Linked DNA regions of Mus musculus: region 1 is linked to region 2. Evidence: chromatin contacts called from public Hi-C data. All regions are on one chromosome and are shown on one strand. Each heading gives the region's core, a stretch centred on a gene start, on an enhancer-like site or on the middle of the called end of the contact. The rest is flanking DNA. Distances are from core to core; before and after follow the strand shown. Region 1 holds the start of Fam161b (family with sequence similarity 161, member B). Region 2 holds the start of Zfyve1 (zinc finger, FYVE domain containing 1).

Region 1 (3,911 bases), core at 123-2,622, 760 kb before region 2:
ATAGTGCTGTCAGGGTCAGGAGAAACCTGAGCATTCATCTACTGTCAATGATAACATAAACTGGGGCACTCTCTCAAAGTCTGGCAGGTCTTCAAAACATCAGCATTGCCACATAACCCAGAGATTTCACTAGAGAATAGCCTCGAGATGATCAACACTGTTCACACCAAAGTTTGCACACAGAATGTCCCTACTAGCATCATTCCTTTACAGGCCAAAAGTGAAAACCAAGCATACTTTCAACACAATTGAGGATGGCATCAGCTCTCAAAACAAAAGCTGTCTGATACAGACTCCAACCTGGATTAACCTTTAAAACAGAGTATATCTCCAACTACATAGAACTATCCGGAAAAGGTAAATCTATAGACAGAAAGTAGGAGAGTCTGTAGGGCTGAGAAGGTGAGCAGAAGTGTGGAGAGTGACATCTAATGAATTCCAAGTCTTTTTTTATTTTTTTGCTTTTTGGTTTTTTATAAAGTAAGGAAACGGTAATAAAACTTATTGTAGGTACTGAATAGCTCTGCAAAAATACTAAAAACTCATTGGACTGTACGCTTTAAGTGGGAGCACTTATAACTAGATGAATGTTATCTTAATAAAGCAGCTTTAAGACCAGGAGTGGGGGCGCGGGCCTTAATCCCAGCACTCAGAAGACTGAGGAAGATGATCTCTGTGATTTCGAGGTCAATCCGATCTACCATCCGATACTACAAAGCCCGATGCCTCTCGAGGTGCTCATAAACAATCCTGGACAGTTCTCAAGGGTCAGACTGACTTAGAAAGGCCCGCCCACTTGTGATCCCGCAGAACCCATGCCATTCCCGAGGACTCCCCTGGAAGGACAGTGAGCAAAGCACCAGGTCAGGCACGTTAGGTGTCTGGACAGCGTCCCGACCTCCACTGTGAGTACCGTCCCTCCACAGCCCAGATCCTCCAGCCCGCGGTCGAGATGCACCTACCTAAGGCACAAGCCATGGCAGAGCCCACTAGGCCTCCTCCTGACACCACCACGTCGTACACGGTGTCTGCCGAGGAGCCCGCCCATCGCTGGCTGGCAACTAGCGGGCCTCCTCTGGCTGCGAGCTGCGCGGAACTCCACCAGCGAACGCAGAGCAAGCCTGCCATGGAGCCAATGCGGGCCGCCATAATGACTCCTGCCTGCGCCCGCGCCCGGGACTTCTCCCTGATAGGTCCTGGAAAGTGCTTCCGGGGCAGTCGTCAACCTTGTGTGGTTTTAGCCCTGTCTTCAAAACCGGAAATAAAATAGTTGAAGAAAATTATCCAATCAGAAGACGCTCTTGCCTCATTGGGCGGAACAGACTAAAGACTGGAAGCCAATCCAAGGCTAAAGCCATGAAGGGGCGTGGCTAGCAGTACCTAACCGCCGGCGCCGCTGTCACGGTTGTCACTGCTGCTTTCACCTCTGCTTCTCTCTCTCTCTAGTTAGGAAGATGACTGTGGGGAGGACTGCGGGAGGTCCTGAGTGCGCCGAGTGGAGCCGTGAGGTGAGTGGAGAAAGGAGGAAGTCGGATGCCTCAGCAAGGAATCCTCAAGAGTGGAAACTGTTTAGCGTTGCCGTGGAGACAGAGTCAGGGGCGTGTCATCAAAGGGCGAAGAATTAAAATTGGCAGCGCTTGGGCACTTAGAGAACCAGTCTTGGGGGACGTGGGTCTTTTGTGTCTTGTACCAGGCTCTGATATCAGGAATCGTACTAATAACAAACCACGAATTAACCTTGAAAATCTTAAAAGCGATCTCTATCTTAATATGATTATCCAGAAAAGGCAAATCTAGGGGGCGCGTCATTGCATGGGGCTGAGGTGAGGAGAAACAGGGAGAGACTTCTAAAAGGGCTGAGGAGGTGAGGAGAGACTTCTAAAAGCTTCCAAGGTTTTTGTTGTCGTTTTAGAGTAAGGAAAACGCACCGAAACGCAGCTCTTCAAATATATTAAAATTCATTAAACTGAATGTGTTTAATGTGTTGTATCCTCTCAAACCCATTTTCTAGAAAAGAAAAGAGATGGGTTAAGCAATTTGCCCCGAAATCTCTGAAAACAGAAAGTAGGCTGGTAGTTGCCTAGGGCTGACAGGTTGAGAGGAAGATGTGGGAGGGTTAAGGGATATAAGTGACAATTAAATGCTACACTGGTGCTTCAGAGCAGAGATTCTCAATCTGTTTCACCTAAGATCATCCTGCATATCAGATATTTACCTTACAATTCATAACAGTAGCAAAATTACAGTATTAACAATGAAAATGACTATGGTTGGGGCTCACCACCACATGAAACACTGTATTAAAGGGTCGATGCATTAGAACAGTTGAGGACACTGCTTTAGAGGAATGGTGAAAATGGTCTGACTTCTACTGTGATTGCTAGATGACCCTGGCTGTTTTAGAAACTGGAGGAGAGTACGCTTTGAATGGCTCACTTGTACACTATGGACATTGTGTTTCAATAAAGTTGTTTTTAAAACGAAAGAGCCAGCATTATGGCTCAAACTTGTAATCCCAACAACTCAAATTACTAAAGCAGAAGGATAAGGAGTTCAAGGTCGCCCTTTGACCCTGTCACAACAGAGAGAGAGGGGCAGGGGAAGGAGAGAGTTTTGCTCTAGATCACATGTTCTTCAGCAGCAGAGCTAGGGTTAGAGCACACACTTATCTCTAACTCAGATGGACTGCTCCAATTGCCACTAATCATCAATAGTCCACTGGTGGCCTTGTACCTACCACTCTAAGGACATCTCAGGCCACTGTCCTCCAGCCACACCACCTTCCCTCTATCACTACAAGACTCAACTGAGACAATAAAAATCACCCTAACACTCAAAGTCAGACACCCCCAACCTCAGTGGTTCAGATTGCTCTCCACACTATAATGATGGACAAGCATGCGCTCAGTAGAAACAATACTCCATACTTTTTTTTTGTTTTTTCGAGACAGGGTTTCTCTGTTTAGCCCTGACTGTCCTGGAACTCCCTCTGTAGACCAGGCTGGCCTCGAACTCAGAAATCCGCCTACCTCTGCCTCCCAAGTTCTGGGATTAAAGGCATGCGCCACCACTGCCTGGCTAATACTCCATACTTTTATTTTTCTATTTTTATGGTACTGAGGACTGAGTCCAGGGTCCTGTGCATTCTAGGTAAGTGCTCTCCACAGAGCTAAATTCCCAGCTCTAGATTTCAGTCTTTCTTTAAATAGCAATAGGATACACTCTCTGCTTTGGTGACACAGTGTCCAGGGACTTGCTATTTCTAGTGAGTTGCACAATCAGGAGTGTGAACAATAGCTATTCTCTAAGTGCCCTGCTCAGTAGGTTAATGTATTAGTACGTTTTTACTTAAACTACTGTGACTTAGAATGGACTTATCTGGATATAGACGATGCATCATGTGTGAAAGAGCATCTGTACTCTGCCTAGCAGATACAGCCAAGGGCAGGAGCAAGGTCACCAAGCGGCAGTGCTTTTCCTGGGTCCATACCATAGTTGCAGACTTACTAACAGTTCTGTCTTCTAAAGGATTATGCATCCTTATCAGCTGTTTACCTTTGCCCTAAGATATTGCACAGCTCTCTACCTTTCTCGACCATTCTCATTCATCACAGTACCTGTCAAGAGTTGATCCCTCTTCCCTATCCCTCCTCTCAAAACAGCCTGAACATGCTGATCCTAGTCCATCCCTGTGCATTTGCTATAGTTTTCCATGATGTTGTGCAACAAACTGATACATTTAATCCTGAGTATTGGTGCCCTCCCAGTGCCCTCTGACGGGTAGCCACAGACAAGCCTTCCAAGCGCACACTTCCTTACGTTACCCTCCCGTGTTCTCCCTCTGCTCTCACCGGAAAACAGACTTCATGACTGTACAGGCTGGTTTTGTGTCAACCTGACACAGGCTAGGA
Region 2 (3,828 bases), core at 534-3,033:
CTCTCCATTTTAATAAGTATGTATTCTATTGGTTCTATTCTTTCATATTCCAGGCATGGTAACTTACTTTTATAACTCCAGTGCTGGGTAACAGAAACAGGATCTTTGGGGCTCACTGGCCAGACAGTCTAGCCATCTCGGTAACATCTAGGCTAAGTGAGATCTCAAACAAATAAACAAACACCCCAAACCAACCAGCCAACCAGCCAACCAACCAACCAAAACTAACAAGACAAGGTGGATGGCTCTTAAGGAATAATGCCTAAGATTGACCTCTGGCCTAAACACACCCTTGACTCATGTGCATATGTACCAGCACCCATATGCACACACACAAAATAAAACTTAAAATGCTAAATGTTTGTTCCTATCAAACCCCCATTTTTTATGGTGCTGGGGCTCAAACCCAGGGCCTTGTGTATGCCAGACAGCCAATCTCTTTTGAGGGACACACATAGACCAATATATTTACTTTATAAGCAAGGTTATGAAATAATCTGGCAAAGCTACACACAGCCACAGAGGCAGTCTTAGGGATAAAACCTTTGTCATGCCAACCAACCTCAGGCTTATTTAAAACTTGTTAGCTTAACTTTTATAAAATCCCTTCTTCTCCATACACCATCTTATTTCTGGTAAACACTTTTTAATGTGATTGTAGATGGCTTAGTTCTTATTATCCTGGTTGGTGATGTGGTACAGGTAAAAAAATAAAAAGTTCATCCAGGTTTGCCGCTGTTGGCTCTGTGTCATGAAGAGTTAATTTTCAGCAATATAATCCGTATACATAGCTCATTCACTATTTTGTAGATTTGGCTTAACTATTGATCTAATTATGTCCTGAGATCTATGAGTGTCCTCTTGAATCAGAAGATGAGGTCTTATCCAGTGTTGTCAATAATTTGCTGTGTACCTTGGCAAGTAACCTAACCTTAGTTTTCTCTCTCAGGTTAACCATTATCAAGATAAAAATCATATGTTAAGATTGGCAGAGCCATCAGAAATTACACAGCAAAATTCCTTTATTTTATGGAAGGACTGAGTGATTTACCCTACCAACCTATGTAGTTAGTTTTCCTAGGCATTACAGACCAGTATCTTTTCCATGCATTGTATTTTCTCTCAATATTGTCTCAAGAAATAAATGAGAAAAAAGTGAAAGTACTAAACAAATATAAAGCTATTATTAAAAAAATCAGACAATAGTATTACAGACACTGTTATCTTAAATTTTATTGGAGTGTGTACTGTAACTATTCTGCACAATATAAAAATTAGAAGTTATGATGTCTATGTATGGAAAAAGGCAGAAAAGGAATAAGGCTGGAACAAAATTAACAGTTGATTAACTTTGAAGGGAAAACAAAACAGCCTCAAGCATAGTAATATCCTCTCAATGTTTACTGGTATTTTTCCACTTTGAGCATTTCTGAAGGAAAGATGTACAATAATAATGTGCCGTGCCATTTCCTGGTTATATAGAACATCATATCTTTTGTTTAATTTACAATACTCCTTCCCGGGCCACTGCCCTAAACTAGTCGCTGCAACCTGCAAAAACCTCAGCCCCGGCCGAGACTCTAAGTCCCGAAATGCTTTCAGGCTTGTCTGTCCCGCCTATTCGCAACGACGATGCTTCCATCGGGAATTGTAGTCATGTGGAGCTTGTATTTCAGGGCTGTAGGGCAGAACGACAATCCCCCCAAAACTACAACTCCCAAAAGGCCGCAAGCGCCCTTCCCGCTCCCCGTCGTCGCGCTCCGCCCCTGGCCGCTCCTCCCTAGCTGGGCTGCGCTGTTCATGCCTTCCTGTTGGTCTGAGCTGGGAGAAGTTCACTCTGATCAGCTGATTCCAACTGACAACAAGAGAGGAGGAAGCCTGGGAGGCAGCAGAGGAGGAGGGGGCGGAGATGGAGCTGAGGATGGATCCGCCGGGGCCCTAGAGCAGCCCGGGTCCTGTCGGCAATCCGCGTCCCCCACACCGCCTTGCCTTGGCCGAACTGCTCCGGGTGGGCTCTGTGGGCCGCGGCGGAGAGGGCGGGGGCGCCTTGGCCCAGCCCCGGGCGAGTGCTGGTCCCGGGGCTCCCTCCAGTCGCTCCTAGGAGGAAGGGGGGACGGGTGCGGCTCGAGTGGGGGTGGGGTGGCATAAACAATGGATTCGGCTCCGGGATGTGCGGGTTTGTGTGAAATTTGGGGGGCCTTCTTTGTTCTTCGTCTCCGCTGCCACCCCTTGGGTTGTGGTGGTGGTGTCCGGGAGCAAGGTGGGTGAGGGACCCTGGATTGGAGAGAGGCGTCGAGGTTTGGGGGGGGGGGGTTTGCTCCGAGTGGCATATTGTTTGCTTGGCCTGGTGGTGGTGAGGGTCAGCTGTTCTTTTGAAGGTTGGTTTTCTGTTTTTCTTAGTAGTGACAAGTTTTGATTTTTGTTTCCCTTTTGGGAGCTGACTGGACACGTCTGAGGTTAAGGTGAAAATAAGGTCCCCTGGTTACTCCCTTGCCTTGTTTATCTGAAGATCAGATGGATAGATTGGCTACTGAAAGGGAGGAGTGAATATCTGAAAGGAGGACTTTACACTTGGTTGTGCTCTTGGAATAGGAGGCAAAGGTAGGGAGAATTAGGAGTGTAGTTACGTTAGTGACCCAAAACCCCCTTTCCTGTCTTCCCAAGTTTTTGACTTGGTTTGTTTTGTTTTAAGTGTTTGAGTGACAAGAGAAAATGAGTTGTTTTGACTCACTGTAGGGCCTGGCTCTACTGTGCGCCTAAGTGCTGGAATTCTGCCTCCTGTTGCTGCCGGTTCTCTTCCTCTGTAGAGAGGAGGCACAGGAGGAAGCTCAGTAGTTGTCTTACTGTTTTTGAAAATGAAGTTGGGACTATTGTTGTCAATTTTAGAGTCCTTACTAGACCTTTGCTCGACTAGAGCTGAGAGAGTCCATTTTATAAGGATAATTGGGTTTGTAGAGGTCTTTGAGGGTGGTGTGAATTTATTGTTACAATATTTTTCTTAGCTTTTTACAGACCTCCTTTTCCATTTCTCATATATAAGGAGCAGGTGCAGAGGGCTTAGCCTCCTAAAAGCTGTCTGTTTAGTGATTTTGAATCAGAGCTTAATGAAATGAGAAGAGCATTTTACCAACAAACCAGCAAAATCTTTAAGAAGCTCTGGGTCTAGAAGTGTTTTGTTGTTACACATATTTGAGACAGGGCTTCTCTGTGTAGCCCTGGCTGGCCTGGAACTCACAGAGATCCACCTGCCTCTGCCTCCCTTGTGCAGGAGCCTCTAGGCTGGTTTTTGTAGTTAGTTTAGTAGCCAGGCTTCAGCCTTTTTTTTTTTTTTTTTTTTTCTTTCTTTTTTCTTTTTTTGGTTTTTCGAGACAGGGTTTCTCTGTGTAGTCCTGGTTGTCCTGGAACTCACTCTGTAGACCAGGCTGGCAGGCTTCAGCCTTTTGAGTGCTAGGATTTACCACCATACCCAGCATGGCAGTTGATTTCAGAAGGGAGATCCTTAGCCATGATTTTGAGATGACATTTCTAGTCCTAGAAGAAGCCACTGTAAGTTTTATAAGCAAGAATGAGGGTTCTCTCTGGGTTTGGCCTAGCAATTAGGTGCTCCTTTTTGTTTGCTCAGTTTAAGGTACACTTCTGGTTTTTTTCCCCAGATGAGTAAAATCTTCTTTTTCTGCTCTAGGTAGCCCTTGAAACATTGGCTTGAGGTCCAAGTAAATCGAACAGCTCCTCACCACCTTCTGTCATCACTCTGACTTTGTAGCTGAGACCCAAACCAATGAGCTGACCTTTGTGAACCCAGCAGACCCCTCAGCGTGTGGCAGAGAC

Evidence for each region. A called contact is a pair of places that touch in the nucleus more often than the background predicts.
Region 1: a contact with region 2 is called in a Hi-C map of B cells, with 11 read pairs. The contact joins the promoter of Fam161b here to the promoter of Zfyve1 in region 2. A contact is called at or near these places in 1 of 484 Hi-C or Micro-C datasets (B cells) and 1 of 9 other capture datasets (adipose tissue).

What each region holds. Positions count from the first base shown.
Region 1 is chr12:84,359,289-84,363,199 of GRCm38.p6, reverse strand. Fam161b (family with sequence similarity 161, member B) reads left to right here and starts at 1,372. Exons shown (of 9, transcript NM_001358283.1): 1 at 1,372-1,508. The coding sequence starts at 1,455. It overlaps Coq6 (coenzyme Q6 monooxygenase), which reads right to left and starts at 1,232. Exons shown (of 12, transcript NM_172582.3): 1 at 963-1,232. The coding sequence starts at 1,149.
Region 2 is chr12:83,595,177-83,599,004 of GRCm38.p6, reverse strand. It overlaps Zfyve1 (zinc finger, FYVE domain containing 1), which reads left to right and starts at 1,783. Exons shown (of 12, transcript NM_183154.4): 1 at 1,783-2,008; 2 at 3,683-3,828.